4 separate regions of the Mus musculus genome follow, and all the other regions are linked to region 2. Evidence: chromatin contacts called from public HiChIP or PLAC-seq and promoter capture Hi-C data. All regions are on one chromosome and are shown on one strand. Each heading gives the region's core, a stretch centred on a gene start, on an enhancer-like site or on the middle of the called end of the contact. The rest is flanking DNA. Distances are from core to core; before and after follow the strand shown.

Region 1 (3,188 bases), core at 310-2,809, 420 kb after region 2:
TCACCTTTTTGGTTTTATGGTAATAGAAAAGCTCTTTCTAAAGACTTGGTCTTCATACCAAGATTACAAAAAGGAAGGGTGATTAATCAAGCAGCCACTAAATTTGTCACTTTCTCCTGTCCTTGCCTTCTCTCCTTCCTGTCTGCATACAAACCCTTTAGCTAGCTGGGGCGCATAGGGAGAGTGCATGCTGGCCCATGCTGGGCTCGGCGGTACACAGTGAGCCTCTGTTTCCAGCACACAAGGAGGTGCTCCATTCTTTTTGACTCCACATGTTTAAGGTGTGAACAAGTTTTCTGAACACTTTTGAGCATCTGGTTCATTCTTGGTTAACTAGGGATGTTACTAGTGCTGACCAATTCTGGTAAATGAGGCATCTAAATTAAAAAATGTAAGACGCTTCATGGTCTGGCACCTACTAAACCCTTAGAGAATGTGACCTGCCACTCCTGATGATACTGTGGACCCATAAAATAATTGCAGTTATTCACCCAGATACAACAGTACTGGAATTATCATCTCATGTTCTGAACAGGCAAATCCTCCTGGCAGCATTACAGAGCCCCTAGTACCAGAACAGAAGGAAGGACTGTGGCTGATAGACTGACTGTCCTAAGAGTCCACTAAAGGACTAGAAGCAAGCTCTGTAACTCCAGCTCCAGAGGATCTCAAGCCTCTGGCCTCCAAGGGCACCTGTACGCGTATGCACATACCCACATGCAGACTTACATATAATAAAAAATAATAAAAATGGTTTTTAAAAACATATTAGCACATCAGCCAGTGATGGCACACACCTTGAAGCCCAGCACTGAGGAAGCAGAGGCAGGTAGGTCTTTGTAAGTTCCAGGACAGCCAGAGCTACACAGAGAAACCTTGTCTTGAAAAACAAAATGAAACAAAAAAACCATATAAGCAGACTACTATTGATACAGACAGAGGCAGGCTAGGGATAGGATTTGCTCACTTTAAATGTAAAAGAAGCTTTCAATTTACTTTCTTGAGAAATGCAAGCAATAATATAAGATATGATAATTTATATTATAGCATCCAAAGGAAAATAATTGCTGCTTCTCCCCACACACCCCACACACCCCCGTGTTATTCAGTCCTTTACAACCCAGTAAACCTGGGGTTGAGACACGCTGCTCTTTCTTTGGTGGCACCAACAAGAAAAACGTAGCTTCTTTTCATGTCCCCGCTGCTCTGCCCACCCCCATAGAGTTCTCAATGCTACTGAGTGATGCATATCAGGACTTCTCCCATGCAGAGCGAGCAGTGCCTGAACTCCTTCTAAGACCTTATGAGAACTCTACACGCCAACTCCGTCCTTGACCAGCGAGGCTCGGGTCAGCCCCAGGCATGCATCACAGGTGGTGCGGCAGGGTAACCAGACTTCTTTTCCAGATGACCTCCCATCCGTGCCCGTGTTTGACAGAACTCTACCTGTGAAGCAGATCCACGTGCTGGAGACCCTGGACCTTCTGGTTCTCAGAGCAGACAAAGGTGCCGCCCCTCAGATGGCTGCTCCAGGAAGAGCAAAATGGCGGGTGACCCACTGCAGCCAACCCGCAGGGTCGCTGGGTCTGGGGCTGTGGCTCATATCACTGTTCCTCTCCCTGGTGTCAGTGCTGTGGTGCTTTGGTGGTTCACTTGTGGGGATAGCGGAGGGATAGAGAGTTTCATTCTCCCACGATTGTGTAGAGCAAGTGTGCTATGGGGTAGATGCAGTTGCTTGCATCCCAGAACCTCCCAACCCTGGTTTGTGTATCTGACCTGGGAGTCCCAACAGGTCATCTCACTTCGCTATCTGATCCCTCTTCCTTCTCTCTATCACCAGGGAAAGACGCCCGCCTCTTTGTCTTCCGGCTCAGTGCTGTGCAGAAAGGCCTTGATGGCAGGCAGACTGGAAGGAGCAGATCTGACTGCCGAGAAAACAAGCTGGAGAAAACCAAAGGTGAGGGCTGGAAGGAACTCAGCCAGGGCAGTGCTTGCCTGGACTGAATGAGGCCCTGCATTCTATCCCCAGGCTACGGAAGCCACCCCTGGCCACACAGCAAGTTTGAGACACTGTCACAAAAGAAGAAAGAAACTATTTCTGTTAAAATGTCCAGGCCACTGAAAATAAAAATTAATAGTGGGGATGGAAAGAAATATAGTTCCTCCTTATAGAATGAGGAGTACGGGTGTAGGTCAGGGAGGAGCACTTGCCAAATAAGTGCTGGGCAGAGCCCTGGGTTTGACTCCCAGAACTGCCTACATGGAATCTCAGCTTCCCTAAGAAGCTACAAAAATAGGAAAGCAGGTTGAGGACGAGGAGTTTCAGCCTTGGACCACAGGTCTTGGAGTGAGTTCAGCTCTCTTAGCTACCCTGTAACAAAAGACACTTTGGGGTTTTGGTTCTAGAGTCCTGATTAACCTCTACTTCCATCTCTATTGTGTAGCAGATACAAAGCCAAGCACTGGGCATAGAGACCTGCCTGACCCAGAGGCCATGAGCAGTTGTAGCTCTTGCAGAGGACCCAGGTTCAATTCCAGGCATCTACATGGCAGATCACAACTGCCTGTGCTCCCCTTCTGACCTCCTCAGGCTTTGGATATACACATGGTGCATGTGCACACACGCAGGCCAAACACTCACACACACTGTCTCATTTACCCCTCTGCTGTGGGCTAAGATACCGTGACCAAGGCAACTACAGGAGGAGCAATTGACTGTGAGCTTATTGGTTCAGAGGGCAAGTCAGTGATGCATGGGATGACAGCAGGCAGGCAGGCAGGCAGGCATGGCACTAGAGCAGAGACTCAGAGTTCATAACTAGAGACAGCAGCCATGAGACAGAGAGAGCTATTACCAGGGACAGTGTGGGCTTTTGAAACCTCAAGGCCAAGTAACACACCTCCTCCAACAAGGCCACATTTCCTAGTACTTCCCAAACGTCCCACCAACTAGAGACCAAGCCCTCAAATATATGAGCTTATGTATGAGCTCAGTATATGAGCTCAAGCACTCAATGTATGAGCTCAAATATGAGCCATTCTCATTCACACCACCACACACCTAAGGAAACCTAAAAAGAATACTAATAAATAAAACCAGGTGCATAAGCTGTAGAATAGAAGGTTCATGCCTTTTCTAACCGTGTTTTTATGTCATCTTTCCTGGTATGTTAGTTATTTTTCTCAAG
Region 2 (3,162 bases), core at 382-2,881:
GCCGGGCAGTGGTGGTGCACGCCTTTAATCTCAGCACTTGGGAGGCAGAGGCAGGTGGATTTCTGAGTTCGAGGCCAGCCTGGTCTACAGAGTGAGTTCCAGGACAGCCAGGTCTATACAGAGAAACCCTGCCTTGAAAAACAAACAAACAAACAAACAAAAGACGCCCAAGTGGTCTGGTATGAAATAGTAAGGGTAGATAGATGGTCAGTCCTTTAAGACATTTGGCAGGAAGGCCAAATCCTTAACATTTTAGACTCCATTGTCCTTAACACATGCAAGCACTGTCACCGTCGAGAAACCAGATTGTTACCCACACATTCAATAAGAATCAGTTAAAATGATGAGCCCCAGCCGGGTGTGGTGACGCACGCCTTTAATCCCAGCACTCGGGAGGCAGAGGCAGGTGGATTTCTGAGTTCGAGGCCAGCCTGGTCTACAGAGTGAGTTCCAGGACAGCAGAGCTACACAGAGAAACCCTGTCTCGAAAAACAAAAAAAAAAAAAAAAAAAAAAAAAGATGAGCCCCCAGGCTGGGTTCACAGGGAAACAGAATCTCATTGCTGTGGACATTGTGAACAAGCCCAGACTTCCTGCCCGAGGTAGTCTGTTTTGTTTTGCTTTTTCTTCTTCTTTTTAGCTGTTCCTTTTTATTGTATGTGCTGGGTGTTTTGTCTCCATGTATGTGTGGGTACCACGTACATGCTTAGTGTTGGGAGAGGCCAGAAAAGGGCGTTGGATCTCTAAAACAGGAGTTATAGACAGATTGAGGCCTGACATGTGGTGCTGAGAATTGAACCTAAACAGTCAGCTGTCTTTTTAAATTAGATATTGTCTTCATTTACATTTCAAATGCTATCCCAGTCAGCAGTCTTAACTGCTGAGCCATCTCTCCAGCCTGTGGGTTCTTGTATTATTATTATTTGGTTTTTCGAGACAGGGTTTTTCTATAGACCTGGCTGTCCTGGAACTCACTCTGTAGACCAGGCTGGCCTTGAACTCAGAAATCTGCCTGCCTCTGCTTCCCAAGTGCTGGGATTAAAGGCGTGTGCCACCACTGCCCGGCTGGGATCTTGTTTTAAAGCCAGATAGCCTTCTTTTTGCAGAAGAGAAAAGCTGCCCAGGTAGTTGGGCATGGGGACTCACACTTGTAGTGTAATCCTGGGTACACAGATCTGTTTGAGTTGAAGGCCAACCTTATATATATAGTGGAATTCTGTTTTTTAAGACCTTGTCTCAAGGCAAGACCCTAAAATAATAAAAATAGAAATAAAGAACTTAAAAAGCATGGCTTAGCAGGTCGTAGGTGTGGGGCTTTCCACAGGCTTAGGGTCCGGGTGCACACGGTCGAGTCCTGCTCCGGCCAGCAGGTGGAGCCAAGGAGAAGGCGGGCGGAAGGCCACGGGCCGCAGAGTCGGGATTTCAGGCTCCAAACCCGGGTTGCTGTTCAGCTACCCGCCCGTCTACTGGTCGGCCTGCAGCACTAGCCAGGAGCTGGGATTCCGACCGGCCCGCCGCGAGAAGTCCGGCCATATCGACACCCGCCCGGGTCCGCGCCTGCCCGGAAGCGCGGGCGCCGAGGGGGCGGGGCCTGGAAGCGCTTCCGGGGGCGGGGGGCGCGGGCAGGGGCGGCAGCGGGAGCGGCGGGGAAGGGCCTGGCGCCGGCGGCGGCGGCGGCGGAGGGGGCGCCGCGGGCGGGCGATGTGAACGCGGCGCGCGGCCCAGGTGAGGCTGGCGGGCTGCGGGCAGAGGCGGCAGGGTCGGGGCGACCCGTGGGGCGGCTGTCCGACCTCCCCCGTGAGCGCGGCGGGACGGGGGAGAGGCTGCCTGGTCAGTGTCGGGGCCGGCCGGGCGGGGTCTTGAGGCCCGGGCACCTGCCGGAGGCCAGGCGCTTGGCCCCGAGGGGTGGCGACCCGGGGCAGCTGCCCTGCACCCCTCCAGCCTCCGCCCCGGGCGGCTCGCTCTCCCTCCCGTACCGAGGGGTCTTAGTGACCGTTGTCCCCGGAGAGCCAGGCCCGGTTTGCGGGGGTCAGCGGGAGGCTGCCCAGGAGCCGCTGCCTCTGGCCATCGCCGTGTGCCAGGTAAACAGGCGGCGCGTGTTAAGCTTGGCCTGGGTGGTCTGCGTGGCCACTGGCGCAGGGCTGAGGACGGACTGGGGAGGGGGCGTGTTAAAATACTGCTCGCCTAGGCCAGGTGACTGTTAGGGGGCTACTCAATTCTGGGACGCCCCATCTTGAGGTTTTCAGCAAGTCTTTCCCATTCCATGCTGGGCCTCAGTTTCTCCATGTAAGAACTGAGAGTTTAGATGAACTCCCTACAGACCTCTCATGCTGTGAATATCTGACATTGCAAGGTCTATGCCTGGTTCAACACGCTGGGCAGTTCTACCGATGTCTCCCCCTCCACTCCAGATGTAGACTTTTTAACCACTTCGTGCACTTTGCCTCGGGGAGGTTTAAAATGATTCCCAGAAGGGTTTTCTTGGAAATAGCTTTACTGATCCTTCATCGTTCCTTGCTGCCGTCCGTAGTTTTCCCGTGGAGCGTTTTGCATGCAAACATTTTGCTGTCCGTATTTGCCCATTCTCTCTTTGTTCCCTAGTCTAGGCTGTTTTTGCTTCACATCTGGATTATTGCAACAGCTTCTTAGTTGGTCTCTGACTCCAGAGGTTTCACCCTCCCCCATCCTTCCTTTATGCTAACGCCAAACTTAGTGTAGGAAGTTTAAAAAAAATAGTAGAGTGCTTGCTTAGTAAAAGTCAAAATGCAGTTGAGTGGTGGACGAAAGGAGTTGAAGGTACAGTGAGTCTCCAAGGCTTTACAGTGGGTGTTCAGACATTGCCTGTGACTAGGTGATGTCTGTGACACAAGGCCACGTCCCGTGGAATTCAGCAGGAGAGGTATAGGTCAGCGAAGGGTGGTACTTGAACTGTGTGTTAAAGGGGAGTAGGATTCAGATAGGGAAAAAAGGATCCTATGGAGTTAGTGATTAGTGCAGCTTCCTGGCCGAGGAGGGGTAAGATGGGAGAGGAGGCGTAGGAAAGGTTGATTAGGCTTGGTTCCTGAAAGATCTTGAACACTAGGCCAAAGTTGAAACTATTCTAAAGGCAGGCATATTCCAAGAAGAGACCAGGGTTGCTAGAGGTGGAAGGAATAGAGGCTAG
Region 3 (3,239 bases), core at 408-2,907, 450 kb after region 2:
GAAGAGCAGGTGATTTCAAAGCAGTGATAAGATCTATCACCCAAGCAGGAAACTTCGTAGAAGGACAAGCCGGTATTGCCCGCCCGCCTTTAAGAATAGTCTTGTGGGCTGGTGAGATGGCTCAGTGGGTATGAGCACCCGACTGCTTTTCCAAAGGTCCGGAATTTAAATCCCAGCAACCACATGGTGGCTCACAACCATCCGTAAGGAGATCTGACTCCCTCTTCTGGAGTGTCTGAAGACAGCTGCAGTGTACTTACATATAATAAATAAATAAATCTTTAAAAAAAAAAAAAAGAATAGTCTTGTGATCAAAACTTCAAACTGCTGGTTGCTACAATTGGGTGGCTGCAGTAACGTAAAACCACTGTACAGACGGGATGGGCATTTTAAGGCTTAGCCTGCTCACAGCCCTCTAGAGATGAAGACACCCAGGCACAGAGAGGGACTAGGTGCCTCTCACTGGTTCTTTCTACATCTGTACGGATGAAGCTGCCACAAAGGTAGCGATTAAGCAGAGCAGTAGAGGCACACAATCACAGGGAGACTCGGGGCGGGAGGACAATAGAGATAATTACCATGATCGTGGGGTAACCAGGGAACAAGGGAATCACTAAGTTCCACTCTGTCCCACTTCTGGAATGGGGGACCTTGCCTGACAGGGTCCTCATCATCTCAGAATTCTAGACATTTGTAGCACTCATGATGAAGGTGAGCTGCTACCAGAAGCACCAGGTCAATGTCAGAAAGTCCAAGGATAGGAACAGGTGGCCCAAGAGAGTTTTCTTGGAGCCTTTTCACCCTGACGCTCTCTGAAGCAGAAGTCAAAGTTGGGGAGGAGCCTATTCCAGGGAACTGTGGGTAGTAAGGGTGGGAAGTCTTTCGGGAGCCAGTGTGATCCATCGCTGACCCACTACTACCCTCATTAGTGGAGGCTAGATTTAGAGACAATTCCATATAAAAATTAAAATAAAATAAAAGTAAAAATATAAAGGATGGCTCAATGCTTACGAACACTTGTTCCAGCAGAGGGCTCAAGCATGCACACACATGGCTCACAACAATCTCTAACTCCAGTTCCGTAGGATCTGATGATGCTTTCTGAATTCTACAAGCACCAGGAATGCATGGGACACACACACACACACACACACACACACGTGAACATGTAAACAACACTCATACAAATAAAGTTTAAATAAAAGCAAAAGAAACCACCAAAATAGGGGCAGCGAGATGACTCTGCTTGTAAGGTGTTTGCCCTCAAGCTTGACGACCTCCGTTCGATCCGGAGGATCCACTTGGTGGAAGGAAAACAAACTCAGGGAAGTTTACTTCGAACGTGCACAGGCACACTGTCACCTCTGTCCATCCCCCCCCCCCCCACTCCCTCCAGCCCCCAATAGATGATTAGAGGGAAAAACAAAAACAAAACACCCAAACAATCTTTCCATTCTCATTGGCAAGCTCAGACCTGATGGGCCACGCCTTCAGACTCACACCACACTCCAATTGGACAGTCGTGCCTGGGTCCCGGACACAGCTCCCTGCAAACCTTTACTTGGGTCGCTGGCGTAGTTCAGCTCCATTGAGCTTTGCAACCGGCTCTGTACTTCCATTGGCCAGCTCTGGTTGGGGGCCGGGTTCTAGCATCCCATTGGTCACTCCTGCAGCGGAGGCCGCGCTCGCCCGAGCGGCGACAGTTCGCGGGTCAGGTCCTGCTGACATGTCTCCCGAGGACCCCCAGGAGACGCAGCCGCTATTGCGGCCACCGGAAGCCAGGTGAGGACTCCCAGGGGCCGCGGTCACTCTCTCACGCCCGGCGACACCGCTCACGCCCCGCCTTGTACCCGTAGGACTCCCCGCGGCCGCCGGGTCTTCCTCGCTTCCTTCGCCGCCGCTCTGGGACCCCTCAGCTTCGGCTTCGCGCTCGGCTACAGCTCCCCCGCCATCCCCAGCCTGCGGCGCACCGCACCCCCGGCCCTGCGCCTCGGAGACAATGCGGCCTCCTGGTTCGGGGTGAGCCCTCTGGGGAGTCCTGGGTCCCCCACTCTCTGCCGCACCCCAGGATCCTCCTCATTCTCTTTCCTCTGAGACTAGGGGGCGTGGGGTGGAAGGATCGTGGGCCATGGCCCCTGGTGGCCTCCTCTTCAGCCCGTCCCGGGTCCCCAGGCCGTCGTGACCCTGGGCGCTGCTGCAGGGGGCATACTGGGCGGCTGGCTCCTGGACCGTGCAGGGCGCAAGCTGAGCCTCTTGCTCTGCACCGTGCCCTTCGTGACTGGCTTTGCTGTCATCACCGCGGCCCGGGATGTGTGGATGCTGCTCGGAGGCCGCCTCCTCACCGGCCTTGCCTGCGGAGTCGCCTCACTAGTGGCACCGGTGAGTGGTTTGAGCCTCCTAGATGACCTTTGCCAGGCAGGGGGCAGCCGGTCAGCAGCGAGGCAGTTCCTTACTGATCTTTTACTCTACTATGGTGGTGTCACTGTATGCTAGGCAGCGATAACGGGAATGCCCCTATTTTCTTGTTAACTGGGCAGTTCTACTCTGGTTTGTCCCTAGGATAGGCTGCAGGCTCCCTTCACTGCTTGCAGTGAAGGCTACATATACCTTGCAGCCCACACACCTGGACCACTTACCTGGACACAGGCTTCTCTCCCAGCCTCAGTGCCCCCCTGTAAAGTAAGGCCTAGTCCCGAGGTGGTTTCGGCCTTTGCACAGGAAACTGCTGGCCCGGGATAGTGTCTGAAAAGATTTAGACCCTAGCAACTGAGGGTCACCAGCAACCTGTGGCTACACACTTGGATGACCACCCATCCCTCCTTCACTTCCATGGCCTCCTGCTTATCCTCTTCATCTGTTGGAGGCGTGAAGGAGCTAGAGGAAAGGGAGACTGGGGACCTGTGGGTTGTTTTTGTTTTGTGTTTGTTTGTTTTTACTAGAGCATAAAGTATAGGATAATCTAGAAGTATGTATGGATAATGTCTAGTGACTCCTGAGATTAGAAGTGATGGCACCCCTGTTAGGACTGGGCTGAACAAGGACACATCAGACAGCAAGGGAGAAGTCTTTCGTTCTAACTCACATCTGTGCATATTAAATGTGTGCTGGGCTGGGCCTGGTGGCACATGCCTGTAATCCCAACACTTGAGGGTTAAATACATGAAGATCAGGAATTCAAGGTTTTCCTCAGCTCGGGAAGCTAGCCTAGGCTTCATGAAACTCTATCTCAATCAATCAAT
Region 4 (2,838 bases), core at 193-2,692, 300 kb after region 2:
CTCCCCTCAGCCTCACTGTGTCAGACCACAAACAGCCACCAGGAGACAGTAGTACCTCCTTTTGCTGACTGGTTAGATCCTGAGGTAGCGCAAACCTCATGGTGGACCCCAGTTCAGGCAGGAAGACCCGCACCATCCAGGCACTCCTGAAGTGAGAAAGAGGCGACATGGGCGGGGCTAGATAGGCGGGACTTGTAGGCGGGGAAGCTAGAGGGCTCTTGGGGTGGAATAGCCAAGGGACGAGAGAACAAAATTGCTCTAAGTACAGACCTCAGCTTCAAGAGAAAAGAGGCGGAGCTCCGGGGTTGGGGGCCATGCCTGTGGGCGGGATGTGGAGAAAGGCGGCCCCCAAAAGAAGGCGGTGCTACGATAGAAAGGACCAAGAGGTGCTGAGGTGAGGAGGGTCAGCAGAGAATCCAGCAATCGGAGCTGTGGAGCGGCGGGCCGATAGAGCGCTCTGTGCTGGAGGGGTAGGTGGGAAGGGCCTAGATCTGTGGGAATGGTAAGGAGCGGGAGTGATGGGCCGTGGACCCGACGAAGTTGAGGATCCAGTGGGCATTGGGAGCCTGCGTGCGCTACACAGAAGAACGGAGGGAGCGCGGGTAGAAGATCTTGGTGAGGCCAGTTCAGGAGGGGCGTGGCTGGAGCTGGTGTAGAGGCAGGGTGGGGCCTGCACTGGTCTGAGAAGGGCCGGAGAAACGGAGATCGTTAGCTCGGGGCGTGGCCTGTGCCCAGACTAGGGAGTGAGGTGGGTTTGGCTAAGAGATGGGGCGGGCCCTTGGCAAAGCTGAAGGGCAAAGGGACTGACTGGATAAGGGTTTGGGGTGGGGCCTGAGCCCACTGATAGGTAAGGCTTGGTACTTGGGGCGGGGCACGGGTGGAGCCTGAGCAGAGCTGAGAGGAGATCTGCGTGATTGGGGCGGGGCAAAGGCGGACAGGGGCGGGACCTGAACCTAATTCAAATAGACTGGGTTGGGGCGGTGAGGGGGCGGGGCCTAAACCCAGCTGAGTGGTGAGGGAGGATCTTCTAGATTAGGGGCGAGGCAGGGGGAGGGCCAAGGCCTCAAAAAGGACCAAAGGGAGTGGATTCGGTAGGAGATCAGGGAGGTTCCGGAGACTAGCTCCGGAGAGATGAGGCAAACTTCGCTAGGCTAGGGGCAGGGCTTAAAGCCAGAGGTTCGGAAGAGGCGTACCTGCTAGAATGGGGGCGGGGCAGAGGTGAGGCCTAAAGCCAGAGGCGTGGTTAGGCCGTTAGAGTAGGGGCGGGGCCTAAAGCCTCAGGCGTGTTCAAGGGACCTGATTAGAGTAGGGGCGGGGCTTGGACCCCGCGAATAGTCTGAGGGCGTGGTTAGGCTGGAGTTCGGGGCGGGGCCTGAGGTCCCAGGCTGGGCTGGAGTTTGGGGCGGGACAGAGGCGGGGCTTGGGTCCGGTGAGGGGTGCGGGGCGGGGCGTGGGCTGCGGCGCGCTAGCTGAGCGTCCGGCCGAACACCGCCGAGGCCCGAGCCCACCCGAGTGTGCCCGAGCCGTCGGCCCCCGCCCGGGGCGATGGAGCAGGAACCCGGCGGGGCTGCCGCTGCGCTCCTGCGGCAGAAGAGGGCGGCGCTGCGGCGCAGGGGGTGCAGCTTTGAGAGTCCCAGGTACCGTTGCCCCGGAGGGGTGCAGCCTCTAGGGGTGGGAGAGGGGAGTAGGCCACGTGGGGGTTGGCGGTGTGAGGGGACAGAGTGTGGCGAGGCCGCGGCGTGGGAGGGAGTCGGCGCAGAGCCCAGTAGAGCGGCCGGGCCACGCTGAGGGAGTGCCCAGCGGGAGGGCTAGAGACCTGTGTCCGGCCGGCAGATGATGTGGACGTCCGAAGCCTCGGCCCTGTGACAGGCCCTGCACACTACGGCTCAGGGAGGTCTTGGGCTGTGGAGAACGCGACCTGCCTGCTTCTAAATGCTCAAGGACAAGGTCGGAACCCCTAAGCCCCCAAAAGGACACCCTTTAGGCTTCTCTTGCTTTCTATAATCCATCCTCGCACCCCAAGTGCCTGGCCACCTGCTGCCTATGGCCCCGCCCATCTGTGGTTGGGGTGGGGGGCACCCTGCATAGTTCCTAGGTCCTTTCTCTTTCCCAGGTTGTCCGTGCCCCTCCCGGACTTACCTTCCTTAACTGGCGCCCTCCTGAGGAACCAGCCTGGCCGTAGGTGAAGCTTGGCTGCTGCCGGACACGCCCTTCCCTTTGCGGCTCTTGCCCATGCCTATCCCCGGCTTACTCCCACCTCCAAGGAATTCCTTGTAACTTGAAATGGGTCCTGCTTCCAGGTGGACTCATTCCTTTCAGAATGACTCCAGCACCACCATCTGGGCCAGATTTTCATCAGTATTCTGTAATAATGGCCTTAGGGAGGGTATCCTGAAGCCAACCCCCTTCCTCCTAGCCTACTGCTGCCTGCACCCCTGAGTTTTTAATTGCCATAGCATGGGTAGGGACGAGGAAGAGAAAAAAGATGTAGGACTCTAACCTCCACTGAGGTGGAAAAGAGAGTTCATTTGCTAAGGCACAAAGCAAACCAGCCAAGATCCTTAAAGGAAGGTGTGATGCCCTTAATTGGCCTTTCTCAGACTCAGTCCTTGACACACTGCTCCAGCAGTTCTGATGCTGTGTGGTAAGGACAGATATCAAGGCTGCTCTAGCCGCTGCCCTAGCCTCTTCCCCATCACCACAGCTGCCTCAAGCCTGGCCCATCACAGAGCCTGAAGGGCTTGGGCACTCCTCCCTCAGGCTGTAGAACTGCTCATCAATTCTTTTTGAAAGTCTTTCTTGAACTCTAGGCTTAGCTTTGTGTGATCAGCACCTGGG

What was found. HiChIP or PLAC-seq counts read pairs in DNA pulled down with a chosen protein or histone mark. Capture Hi-C pulls out chosen DNA fragments and counts their contacts.
Region 1: an H3K27ac HiChIP or PLAC-seq map of embryonic stem cells shows a contact between it and region 2, with 3 times the contacts expected there. The contact joins the enhancer-like site here to the promoter of Zbtb34 in region 2. A contact is called at or near these places in 2 of 39 promoter capture datasets (the 3T3-L1 cell line and the C10 cell line), 5 of 115 datasets of contacts at active chromatin or transcription factors (the 230-238 cell line, bone marrow-derived macrophages and embryonic stem cells) and 1 of 9 other capture datasets (adipose tissue).
Region 3: a contact with region 2 is called in a promoter capture Hi-C map of liver. The contact joins the promoter of Slc2a8 here to the promoter of Zbtb34 in region 2. A contact is called at or near these places in 10 of 39 promoter capture datasets (the 3T3-L1 cell line, the C10 cell line, the HPC-7 cell line and 6 more), 2 of 484 Hi-C or Micro-C datasets (both in embryonic stem cells), 16 of 115 datasets of contacts at active chromatin or transcription factors (the 230-238 cell line, the SCID.adh cell line, T-cell acute lymphoblastic leukemia and 9 more) and 4 of 9 other capture datasets (adipose tissue, embryonic stem cells, liver and 1 more).
Region 4: an H3K4me3 HiChIP or PLAC-seq map of bone marrow-derived macrophages shows a contact between it and region 2, with 4 times the contacts expected there. The contact joins the promoter of Garnl3 here to the promoter of Zbtb34 in region 2. A contact is called at or near these places in 25 of 39 promoter capture datasets (the 3T3-L1 cell line, 3T3-L1-derived adipocytes, the C10 cell line and 16 more), 2 of 15 datasets of contacts at CTCF or cohesin (the NIH/3T3 cell line and large pre-B cells), 5 of 484 Hi-C or Micro-C datasets (CD4 T cells, CD8 T cells, bone marrow-derived macrophages and 1 more), 20 of 115 datasets of contacts at active chromatin or transcription factors (the 230-238 cell line, T-cell acute lymphoblastic leukemia, bone marrow-derived macrophages and 11 more) and 4 of 9 other capture datasets (adipose tissue, embryonic stem cells, liver and 1 more).

The regions. Positions count from the first base shown.
Region 1 is chr2:33,005,567-33,008,754 of GRCm38.p6, reverse strand. Garnl3 (GTPase activating RANGAP domain-like 3) reads left to right here. Exons shown (of 30, transcript NM_001355200.1): 20 at 1,408-1,506; 21 at 1,841-1,957. Among named protein-coding and RNA genes, the nearest start is that of Slc2a8, 25 kb to the right of the region's middle. Within about 2 kb of position 1,559, at least 2 of the 459 cell types and tissues checked have an H3K27ac peak or open chromatin away from gene starts, as enhancers often do. A contact at or near this core is called in embryonic stem cells, where this site is marked.
Region 2 is chr2:33,429,793-33,432,954 of GRCm38.p6, reverse strand. Zbtb34 (zinc finger and BTB domain containing 34) reads left to right here and starts at 1,631. Exons shown (of 3, transcript NM_001085507.1): 1 at 1,631-1,724.
Region 3 is chr2:32,980,501-32,983,739 of GRCm38.p6, reverse strand. Slc2a8 (solute carrier family 2, (facilitated glucose transporter), member 8) reads left to right here and starts at 1,657. Exons shown (of 10, transcript NM_019488.5): 1 at 1,657-1,782; 2 at 1,857-2,019; 3 at 2,173-2,379. The coding sequence starts at 1,727.
Region 4 is chr2:33,129,223-33,132,060 of GRCm38.p6, reverse strand. It overlaps Garnl3 (GTPase activating RANGAP domain-like 3), which reads left to right and starts at 1,442. Exons shown (of 30, transcript NM_001355200.1): 1 at 1,442-1,637. The coding sequence starts at 1,546.